2 separate regions of the Oryctolagus cuniculus genome follow, and region 2 is linked to region 1. Evidence: chromatin contacts called from public Micro-C data. All regions are on one chromosome and are shown on one strand. The core of a region is the stretch at or near the end of the contact, and the rest is flanking DNA. Distances in the headings are between cores, read along the strand shown.

What was found. Hi-C and Micro-C count contacts between places; a contact is called where the count stands out from the background.
Region 2: a Micro-C map of ear pinna shows a contact between it and region 1, with 9 times the contacts expected there. The contact joins two enhancer-like sites. A contact is called at or near these places in 4 of 6 Hi-C or Micro-C datasets (ear pinna, psoas muscle, skin fibroblasts and 1 more).

The regions. Positions count from the first base shown.
Region 1 is chr4:30,449,042-30,455,258 of mOryCun1.1, forward strand. It overlaps LOC103350594 (a long non-coding RNA gene), which reads right to left. Exons shown (of 11, transcript XR_011387767.1): 7 at 1,468-1,526. Among named protein-coding and RNA genes, the nearest start is that of MIR99A, 3.3 kb to the left of the region's middle. Within about 2 kb of position 3,645, at least 3 of the 8 cell types and tissues checked have an H3K27ac peak or open chromatin away from gene starts, as enhancers often do. A contact at or near this core is called in ear pinna, where this site is marked.
Region 2 is chr4:30,560,848-30,567,064 of mOryCun1.1, forward strand. All of the region lies in intron 5 of LOC103350594 (a long non-coding RNA gene), which reads right to left. Among named protein-coding and RNA genes, the nearest start is that of MIR99A, 120 kb to the left of the region's middle. Within about 2 kb of position 2,479, at least 1 of the 8 cell types and tissues checked has an H3K27ac peak or open chromatin away from gene starts, as enhancers often do. A contact at or near this core is called in ear pinna, where this site is marked.

The DNA of each region.
Region 1 (6,217 bases), core at 2,395-4,894:
TTAACTAAATATAGTTTTATATACCTGAGTATTTTTAAAAAAATATTCCTAACAGGTTGTTTTTATTTTAATAGTGAATATTTTACACTAAACTATTCTAACAATGAGTTTTAAAAGAAAAAAGAATCCACATATGAACATATAAATTATGTAATTGTGAGGCATGAATATAGTACTATGAGCCTATAATTAAAGCCAAATTAACTATTAAGTCACTTGTGTATGAGTTAGACTGTGCTTGTTTTAGTTCTTATAAAACCTTAGTGATTGAAAGGAATTGGTAACATTATAACTTTTTTTCATAAAACAAACAACACCTTCTTCACTAGGTAGAGAAAATAGGGAATTATTATAAGTCTGAAATATACACATATGTGCCTACAACTGGAATGATACCAAAATTTACAATATTCTGGTAAATTAATATCAAACTAAAATCAATAACACATTAACAGCATCGTTACTACTATTCCGCGCTAACATTCATATTCCAGATGTGTTTTATCAAAACGAATATCTTGTCTGAACAAATAAATTTAAAGTATTTTTTCAAAAAATACTTAAAATATATCCCTATAAACATGTATTTTTTCAACAAGTAGAGCAAAAATAAATTGGCAAAATTTTTTTTAAAATGCTCGAAAACAAACACAAAGATGAGTAAATACAAATATAAAGCCAGCTACACACACTTAAGTATTCTAAGCTCAATGGCAACAAAATTGTTAAGTTGGACAATCATTATTCATTTCACTCATATCTACAACCATTCAGCAGTTCTCAATTATATCTTCGTTGTGAAAAATAATAATAATACGTACTAACTAGTGATTTGCCACGTTTTGTGATAGAATACAATGTGTGCTTAGACTTTATACAGATAATTCAGTGTACGTGAAGTTTTTCCTATTACTTATTTTCCAGTTGCTTCCAAACCTATTAAAACTATAGTAAATAATCAACAGTCACGCATTTAATTGCAGTAAAAATATTTCAGCATATATCTATAAATTAGATGTGAACTAAAAGCAACATGGATGTTAAAGTTTTATCCTAACTTTCTAAAGAATGTATGTGTTGATCTTAACATATCATGAAAAAAGATTAAAAAGCATGATTTTATTCTCTTCCCCCAGATTTTACTTACTTTTATATGATAACACAAATGAAAAAATATAACTTTTCTTTTTCTTCAACAGCTTTCTGTTCAAATGTATTGTATCTATGTAATATATATGGATATACAGATATATATTAAAAGGGACACAAATCGTACATTGGTCACAAATTTGGGCAAGATTTTTTCACAAAAGCAGATCATACTACGAATTCTCAAAAGAACACCATCAATGAAAATTCCAACAGATTAAAAAAGCAAACGAAATGAATTCCTTTAATCAAACACACTCAAGAATTTTCTGTTTAAAAATATTAACTATGAATTGTTATTTTGTTTTTTAGTTTTACCTGAGATGATTTTCTCCTATGATCACTTTCTTCCCTTCTCATATTCATTTTAAGTTTGCCTAAAACAACCACAAAAGGAGAAATATCAGACAAGTGCTGTCTAGAAGAAGCATCTGAGAAGATGGTGGGAACGAAGGTAGTGGATCGAGAAGAAAACACAGTATCAGAATGGGCAAAACCTTTTAAAGTATTAAAAAAAAAAATGGCATGGAAGACTCATAGGGCCCCACCCAAGGCTACTCATATGACATATAATGTGGTTTCAGAGTTTGCATTTATGCCTTCATTTTGGTCGGTGTTGTTTTCACAGTAACAGTTTTGAAAGTGAAAGGGGGATAGCTGTTACAGAAGCGACTAGGTTTTTGCACAATGAAGTAGTGAAAGCCGAAAAGAGATTTGGATTTGGCATGGAGCTTAATAAGATAATTAAGAGTGTAGAGATTAATGGCTTCTAAAAATAACATTTAAAATAATGTTTTTTTAACTCAAGGATCTTGAAATATAAAAACAAGTTTATTAATATTAATTAAGCCCGTGAAAGTTGAAGTTCCATTAGCTGAGGCAGTATGCAGAAGCAAGAGCTATTTTGTAAATAATTAGTGTACTATAATCAATGTAACTGATAAAATATTCCATTTGAATGATACCAATATTGAGGATTTTTGTAGTTTCCCATAATTCTTCATAGAATAACAACAGGGAAGGCAGAATTCATCAGTTCTATATTACTCTTTGTTTACCTCCATATTTTTAACATAATAAAATATGATTTAAAGTACAATAGTTTAACCAAAGTTTTTTTAAACGGGAAATTTATCATCAGTTAATATACAGATCAATATCTTCATTGATATAAGCTTTCTATTTCAAAAGCATTTCCTGCCTTTTAAAATTTGACATGTTTATAAACATTTTTATCAAAATTAAAATAGGTGGAATGCATCTACTAACACACTCACATTGAACAAGGCAAAAATGGGTTTTATTGCAAAATGTTTAAATTGCTTAGCAATTTACTTCTACAAACAGGCAAAATAATTAGAATGCAATGCGTTTATTTGCGGAGCCAATGCACTGCTTTGAACTTAAAACAAGTTTGTACGTACTTTCTCTACTAAAATACGTAATAGATATTTCCAATGCTTTTTACAACTGCTCTAGGACAAATATTTCTTTTCAAATGTTGTTGAAAGAGACTATTATTGTGGAAGAACCTTCTTTTCTACTTAGCAATTGAGAACATGTTCATTTCATCCCTATTTCTGTTTGATTGAAATCCTTGTAAATAATTTAAATATCACTTCCCCAAAACTAATTTTATTTTCATTCATCTAATTCATATATTAGTATGAGCATTTTTTAGAAGTTCAGAAAGTTTCTTATTTAAAATTTCAAATTACGAGTAAGATGAAAGATTTGCTTTTTCTACCAATTAGGTCTAAACACTCATTTTTCTTAGCAAAAACCAATCCTGGACACAGAAAGCACAAATAGCAACATCAGTGTCTTTGCAAAACCTCTGGTTACAACAAAAACAAAAACATATACTGTCTTTTTGCATAGAGATTTATCTATTTTACTTCAGTTTCTATTCTAATCAAGATTAGACCAGAGAGAAAAAGGAAAACGTTAAAAAGAGCAAAGTGGGTGGTGTGTTAAATAAGAGTAAATTGAAAGTTCAAGGATCCCCTGTATATAAGAGAAGGCTTAAAAAGAAACAACAACAAAAAGTTATACCTGATATGAAAGGTGCGATTTCACCAAGTGCAATACATTGCTAATTATGCCATAGTTTGGAAATAATAAAAATAAAGAAGGCTCATTTGGTTATGCTGCCTTGCAAAGCTGCTTTACAAAGCCGATGTCTCTGTAGTTAGACAGCCAATGTTTGCCTTTTTAAAGTTTGTTTTGGTTTGGATTTTTGTTTGTTTGTTTTGTTTTTGTTTTGGAGCAGGAGCGTCTCATTTTTTTTTTTTTTTTTCAGCACTCTTGCAAGTAGTAGGACAAACTCAGATTTTTTTCTTCAGGGCTCCTGTTATTTCTTAGAAAAAAAGGACCAGGGTGCTTGTCTTCTTTTTCTTCCTTTTCCGTATTCCAGGCACAAAGCACTGCGCAGAAGCTGCACCAATCCTTGCCGTCACTGGCAGCAGAAGGGTAGAAGGTGGGAAGAGACCAGGAATCCTTCCAGGCTGTGCTGACTTTAGAAATGAGGATTGCACACGTTGGTCTCCTGAACCAAAGGGGTGAAAAGGCAGGGTGCCAGTTTGCTACATTGCTGCAATGATCTCACGCTCACTGCTGCTGTCGTCTTGTTCGCCCAGTTCAAATGCCTGTTCATTCTAAACCCAAAAATACATACATACATATATACATACATAACCCAACTACTTGGACTCTGCAGCAAGCAGACAGGCTATTAACATTTAAAAAAATCAGCAGTCAGAAGAGGCAAAAACAAAAAGCACATACAAATTTTTAGGATTTGCTTGTTATGCCTCAATATTCTGTTATTATTTTCCTCCCTCTCTCTCTCTCTTTCTCTCACTCTCTCTCTCTTTAGAGATAAGCAGCAGAATTTATCAGGCGTGAAAGGGACAGCCTCCTGGTGGCCTGCCAAAAACCCAGAATAAAGGCGAAGTTGTGCTTCAAAGCTCAGTTGCTTGCTGAGTCTGGCTAGAGTCAAGTATTAAGATCCACCATTTTCTGAGCCATGCTAGAAAAGAAGAAAAAAGTCAGGACGGTTGCTGCTTTCCAAGTCTCCGTTGGCACCATCACAAAATCTCAGCCGTAAGGTCACATGATTCTCTGCCAAATGTAGAGTGCATTCCCATCAACCATTCTGCTGATACTGCGAAGGCAGCTATTGTCTCGTTTAGACCCAAAGTTCAGCCCACTCTTCATTGAATTAGCTGAAAAACGCATCACCTTTGGGGGCTGGGAGTCATGGAAACGTCTACCTGGCAAGCTGCCCACTTTTTCTGCCCATCAACCAGAGATGGAATTGTGCTGCCTAATGCAATGATGACTTGGAATGTGAAGAGTCGTCCAAAGTGAATCTGATTCTTGCAACGCCTGTTTCGTTTGCACAGAAAACTCTGGCTTCTTAGAGTACAGAGGGGGGAAAAAAAATCTTTGCTACCAAATGTAGCAAATAAAGGTCTGAACATGCCTACACTGCAACTTTATTTTTCAACACACCCAAATGGTTCTAAAATGAAAAGACTGAACGCCCTGCAAGTTTTCTGCATTAAAGGCATCCCTTCCCCGGATTTTTTTTTTTTTTTCTACAAATGAATACAACAAGCTCCAGACATTTGCTTTGGTTTCTCACTTTAAGATTCAAAAATCTCAGAGTTTCCTCTTTGCTTTTTATTACTTTCTGATTTTATCCAGCACCAATTTTGCACTACACAATATCCACTAGCAACAGTGGGGATGCATTATTGCTGTAATCTCCAACAAAGTGGTCCCCTGGGAGAGTCAGTTGTCCCTTCAAATACACAAAACCCTGCAACTCGGTCCTGGGGTAATCTTCACCAGTACCTAACACAGCTGCTGTGTAAGTTTGCTGAGATTGACACATGTGAGAAGTGCTCTTTCTGTTCGTTTGCAGGCTACATTTTGCCTGTGTGGCAAGAAAGATGCCTTTGAAAGATGCAGGGAGTATATCAACAGCTCTTAGGCAATAAATGAAATGGGTCCCCCTCCCCATTGAATTTCCATTCTAGCATGCAATGAAAGTTCCCATGTACAAACATTTCCATACTTTCTAACAAAAGTGGAGTAAATTAAATCTTTCACAATTTCCTTAAGTTGAATCTGAAGCCAAGCAGGAAAGCAGGCATTGTTAGTATTTAAGCCAAACATACTGAGTAGTGGTAAAAAGAACCATGTTTTCCAACTCCATTAATAAAAAAAGCACACTGCAATGATTGGAGAATCCTTATTTAAAGTAGAATTATCTTCGTAAGAAATTAAAAATTATATGCAGTGCCTTATCAAAAGGACAGATTAACAACATCCCTCCTCAAGGTACGTAAGTGTTCATGGCACAATATACAGTAAAGATTTAAAATGATAAACTATGATTTCCTAATAAAAGGAAAGAGTTATAGATTTAAGAAGCATATCCTAAAAATAGTTTATGGTCTTTTTGGGGGTCCTCAGGTCACTGTCTTCAAAAGCAGTTGGCTTGAATCTTCATGTGCATACACACACATCTGGGAACTGTTATGGTGTTCTTCCCATTTGTAATTTAAAATACACATACTTCTAAACTATAAAGAAAAACCTACACATGTGCTGAAATTAAAATTGTTCTTTTTTTTTTTTTTTGCAAAATTATGGAGAAATTTTGCTATTGTCCCAGCAAACACTTAAAGGGTGCTTGGTGGAGAATCAACATGGAGATACACCTCCGCTGTGTGCGGAAAATAGATAACTGACCTAAAAGAGTAAAATTTAAATTTCCAGTTCCCACTCACTTCTTCAGCAGATGCTTACTGAGTACAAACCGGTGAGTGGTGGGTCTTGGGTTAGACACGGGAACGACAATGAACCAAACGGACATGACTCCCAGAGGGTTGCAGGTTTTAAAAGAACATGTATTAGAGACAAGTTTGTCAAGGACAAAATTGCTGCAAATTGGAAAGTGGAAGCGAAGTGGATTTTTAAAAATAAATTACAGATGGAGATGCATCCTCTAAAACTTTCCTTTTGAAATACAAAATTCATTAAGTAGTTTTTTCAA
Region 2 (6,217 bases), core at 1,229-3,728, 110 kb after region 1:
GCATACTGTTTAGGGTTTGAGCCAGTGCATCAATGACTGGTCCTGAATAATATTTTCAAGGGCAGGAGTCAATCACTTAAAAGAATGTTGTAGACAGGATAGATAAAGTGTTCCATCATCACACTCACAGCTGATGAGTCAGTTTTCTAATTACTTCCAAGGTCAAATTTTTGAAATTCCTTCAACAATACTCTTAGAAAAGCAAATTATTGTTGAAATACTAATGGAGTGATTATGATAAATCTCTGAGCTCACATAGTGTGCAAGCTCCTTCATTGCCTAGTTCAAATAATCCCCCCGACTTTCCACCTCCCCTTCTTCCCTTAATCAGCATGCCTTCCCAAAAGAGTTTCAGAAAAAGTTGACTATAGCTATCCACACCAAAAAGTCTGTTAAAAGCCCAGGGAAACTTGGTCAAGAACAGGCCTTTACCCAATAGGGTAATATTAACAGCAATAACTTATTATTGGGCATGTACATAGCTCCAAGTAAAATGCATTGATTATAAAAAAGTTAATTTTACTGAAATGTAGCTTCATGACAATTGTTTATAATCTCATATACAAAAACTGTTTCCCAGTCTTCCATATTTTTAAATAATGTACTTATTTCTTATTCTTGATATTTTCTCTATCTTGAGGCAAAGAAAATATAAAGATATCTTGCTCCTTGCATCACTTTGGAAATATATATATATATATATAAACACACACGCACACTTTCCCAGTTATATCTGAATAATTTTGCATGCTGCCAAAAGGCATAGAGTGGATCAACACACATAATAATCGGTTTTTACAAACCTGCTATAAGTTTGAAACTGGTTGTAATTTCCAATACGTTAATGGTCTGCTTCTACCTAAATGGAAATTGTCCCAGGTACTCATAAGCATCAATTCCCTTCATCCAGTAAACCTAGTAATGATGCTTCCAATCCAATTTAAAAGCCATTAAAATGTACTGACTTTTAAACCCATTATAATATAGCTCATTTCTGTAAAATTTAGTTTAGAAGAAAGCAGCTGTGCATTTGAACATCTGGAAATTACTTTTAATTGCACTTTTCTCAAGTGAGAAAGGAGAAGCTCTACCTGGAATGCTATTTGTGTATCTAAAACCACACAAATACTAGTCAACACCTGGACTTCATATATAATCTCATTTGGGGGAACATAATCTCATCTCACTAGTAAATCCAAACTTAATGTGATTTGGCTACCGAAAATTTGATTTGGTGTAGGTTTTAAGATGGAAAATGGAAATTGTAAGATATTTGATTACTCTTAAATTATTTACTTATCTAAGAAGACAGAACGAATTTCATTAGATAGAAACAGTTAATTCTGAAAGTTGAAAATACACAAATACTATCACATTTATGTTTAATGATCTGAATATTGAAAACTAAAATAAATTCCAAATACAAGGTGGCCCAATAGTTGATATGTCATCTAAGACATGTTCATTCAATAAGTTCGAATCAGCCAGTTTGAACTGCTGAGTATCAAGGTCAGTCACTATTTTCCAATAACAAATACTAGTTTCCAAATTAAACATGTTGACATAAAAATGAGTCCATAAAAATGTTATCATTCGTAAATATTCTGAACTAATTATTACTTTGTTTCATCTACCAAAATTACATATCAGTTTTAGTTTCTATATCATAGTTTATGTATTTCCTGATAACCAAAATGTTTTAGAATAGTAAGATCACACTTCAGTGTAAAATTTCTGTGCACCAATCTTGCATGTTAAGCTACCTGAACATATCTAACATTGGATGATGACATAAAACAAAAAACTCTCTAGAGAATATTTATGAATGAACCCTGGAAATGGAGAAGAAAGAACGTGGATCAGTTTAGAATCCCACAGAACATGAACAGCGAGACACGTTAAGTTTTCAAAAGTTGTTCCCCAGTTAGAAAATTCAGACGCACAGCACTATACCTCATGAGGAATATAACAGAAATCTAAACAACTAACACTTTGAAAAGGTAATTTATGAATGACATCTCCTGTATAACTTGAAAATTGCTATTACCACAAGCTAAATTTCATGACAACTGTTTCTATGTTGAAACGATTTTGTCTATTGATATATATTCTTTTGAATGCAGAACACAGCTTATGAACTCACATGTGGAACACACATGTTCTACAATTTTTAGCAACATGACCTTTCATATACAACTATCACATTCTTCAGGGAAGTGGCATGGTTTAGGACAAAATGAAAAACTAATCCTTTCTAAAGCTGAGTAGCTTGTTTATTACACTGAACTGGCCCACTGAATGAGTTGACTTACATAAACTGTGATTTTCAAAAAATCATTATACATAGAAAAACACTGTTTTTGCCTCAGAAATCCCATCATAGGCCCTCTAATGAAAAAACAATGAGTATGTTCTGCTACAATCCCTCTGTGTCCATTAAAATATCTGGGATTATAAAGAGTTCTGATGCAAAACTTAGCCATCTAAATAAAGGAAATAACTGTATGGGCCTAAAATACCACATATCATGCAGACTGGTCCAATATCATCTTTTTGCTGTCACTTTCTCAACAGTTCTTCAGTGAAGAGTAAAAGAAGAACTATCTCAGAGGCCATGGTATATTTTTCCAGTTTGTTGTTTATGTAGGAATGGCAAGTTGCAATTTGTTGCTATAAAAATACACCATGTCATTAATCTCAATCTGATTTTCTATTTTAGTTTTTAAACTGAAATCCTCAGCAAGCCCTCACATTCATATAAACATTGAAACAAGACAATCACTCCTTTCAAAATCTCTGCAAACAGTCAAGTAATTGATAGTCACAGGGAAGAAAATTTTTCGAAAACTTTTTCAGGCTTTCTCCACTACCAATGTTGATCTCTGACCCTGACCACTTTGTCTCATGATATTTTTAAGGAGATATATTACAAAAATTTCAATATTAGCAAAGCAGAAACAATCTACCAAGCAGTTCCTTTGAGTAAGTCATGGCACTCCAGATTTTCTACATGTTAGTAAATACCCGAAACTAACAATACTAAATATCTAGAATCATTACTCAAACATGGAAATAGCTATAGTATATGCTGAATATTCAGTTCTCAAAGTTATCCACATCATCATATTTGATATCGCCCTTTATACTGATTCATATGTTGACTTTCAGTAACAAACTAAAAATTGCACTTAATGAAGTATAGGATAAAGAAAAAGAGCCTGCCTCTAGGCTCTCCATCGTAACATTCACTGCACTATACAGACAGAAACACTAGTTGACAAACACACCTGAACCTATAAACAAGGAAGGCTCAAACATTCTTACAGTTTCTAAGAAAAAAAAAAAGAATATCTAAAGTGGGACCTTTACTGATCTGTTTATTCGTCTTGACTTAGAAGAATATGCAGCTGGACACAAATCATCATTGTTAAAATAAATAATAGGTCAGGTTACTTGTAAAATGAACCTTACCATGTTTAAAAACAATATCAAATAGCAATATTTACTTTACGATAATTTAAAATTAAATCAATATACAGTAAAAAATGCAACAAGTGCAAATCAATCAGCCTTTTATTTGAAAATGACTTAAAAACAGGGAACATTATTCTTTTTATGCAGTGTTGATGCATTTATATCAAAGCCCAACATTTACAAAATTATTTGGCTATCTAATCTACAATTATAAATTGGTTTCTTAAAATATGACAGTTGTTCATGTAATACTGCAGTTAATTCTATGGGAAGAGTTGTATAAATCCGTAAAAATTGTAAATAATTTTAATGTATTAAGGTTCAGTATATTCGTGAAAGAACAAACTATTACTCTCAGCAGTTTACATGAAAATTATCACCTTTTGTTTAAGCACATATTTTCTCCAAAACAACAAAGGTTAGTGTCTTCATGTGCTTCTTATCTACTTTTGTTACTGCATATTCAAGATCCTCTTGCCTATACTAAACTTCTATAATAATTTTCAATTTAATATAACACTGCATTTATCTTTTTGCTACAATTTAGATCACACAGACCAAAGCATTTCATTTAAATTATGAAATGCTCCCTAAAATGACCTACTATAAACATTTCACACATATTAAAATTTGCAGATAAAATACTGGCATATGTTAAAGGTTTCTTTTCAATACACAATAAAAGTTGATATGTAATTATTTACTATATCTTATAATGAAGGGAAGAAAGCCTTTTGTGTGCCTGTTGCAAAATTGAAATAAATACAAACTCTGTCACACTTAAAATGCAAAAGTTCCACAATTTAAAAATTACAAATGAATTTCACTGTTTCTAAAGAGTGAAGAAGTTTCCACATTATGAGGTGAACTAAGTTTTAATATTTCCAAAAAGTATGGGAAAAAATGATGAGAGAAACATTATTCATCCTTTCACAAGTAGAATAAATTCAACAAAAATATAAAGTAGTTTTCTTTTTACAAAGTAATTTTATTTTTGAAAACTGTTAAAATTTTTAACTCAATGAAGAAAATGTTATCAGTGTTTTACATTTATGTTCTGAGGAAAACTGACTAGTAATTCTGCCAAAAAATCCTATACTGTGGAAATACTCAACTACATTAATTGCCATAGCAAAAAAAAAAAGTAAACTTTGAAGCTATTTCACTATAAAATATGATTTAAATTGTACTTAATACTCCTTGTTTCTATCTCAACTCAAAAATATTTGTAAGTAATCATGTGTACAATGAAATTTCTTCTGAACTCACAAACTAAGAGTTTTGTAAACTCTAGAAGTTTTCTTTCGATGATATTTAGTTCTGTCATGGCCTCTAATTAACAACAAAAATCCTATAAAATTACTAAATACATTGTAGAGAAATATTCTGTCAATTTCAAATGCTATGTAAAACAATTCATTCAAGTAATTAAAAACTAAAAAAGGTGCATTTATATAACAGTTAAAATAAAAATAGAACTTGAAAATAAATTTTTGAGCAAGAAAAATGCTGAACAAGACAAATTATTATAAGACTGTAAATGATAAATTTGTTCCATGTTTGTCCAAATTTTTAATTGTCTACCTATGTTAACTTCCTTTTTTAAAGGGAATTTATTATTACACTATTCTCAAGGTTGCAGCAAATACATGATAATTACTACAACATAAATGAGAACTCAACTGTGAAACCACATACAAGTGAAATTACCGAAGTAAATTTCTATAAATAGCAATTTATAACTCAGATGATTTTTAATGTAAATTGATATAAAAATTTGAAAGATTCATGCCTTATTTCAACTAACAGCAAAGTATACACACACACACACACATATACTGTATACTGTATCATAGATCAGTTCACAGCAACATAAAACACAAATCACACACACACACACACACACATACACATGTATGAATTAATCTGAAGGGAATAAAGATAAATTTTTAAGCTTAGAATTTACTTAAAGTTAGCACAAACACATAACTTGATCTGAACGGAACAGTACTCATTTTCTAACCCTACAATTTACTTAAAGTTAATTTTCACTTTCTTTATGAACCTAATTGGCAACATTCTACACTGTGTAAAGAAAAGATAAACATGGTGATAAACACATGATAAACATACCAATGAAGACATCTCCAGATCAAGTTTCTCTTAAAGAATAATATATTCAGTTCTCATAAATATGTTAAAGAGAAATATGATTATGTTTAAGCAAAACAAAAGTGTACTCTAGATTTCTAGGGCTAACATACAAGGCAAAATTATATTTAGGAAATAATAACAACAATTCGTTAAAAAATCAGTTGAGATTTAATCTTCTGCCTTTAAGTTTTCGGCAGTGTATCTGAGTTTAATGTGTAAAAGTATTACTCAAAATGGCTATAAAAAATCTGAAATTATTCATATTTGGTTACCTGAGTACTTCATTCAAACTTATGTATTTAACTCTTAAAACACTGAAGTACAGATGAACATACCAGCCTACATGACAAAATTCAGTTTTAACAATATAAAATTAATAACGTTTCCAAAAATTGAGTATAAGTCTATTGGACTTTCAGAATTTCTTTTCTGAAAAATTACCTTTTTTACTTCAAGACAGTAATTAAATACAATTGTTTAAAGTTATTCAGCCATGTTTATCTACCAAATACTTCTTTTAAACATTTTTAGAAGCAATATTAAAGTGTTAATGAGTTTTTAAAATACATAACAAGGGTTAACATTTTTT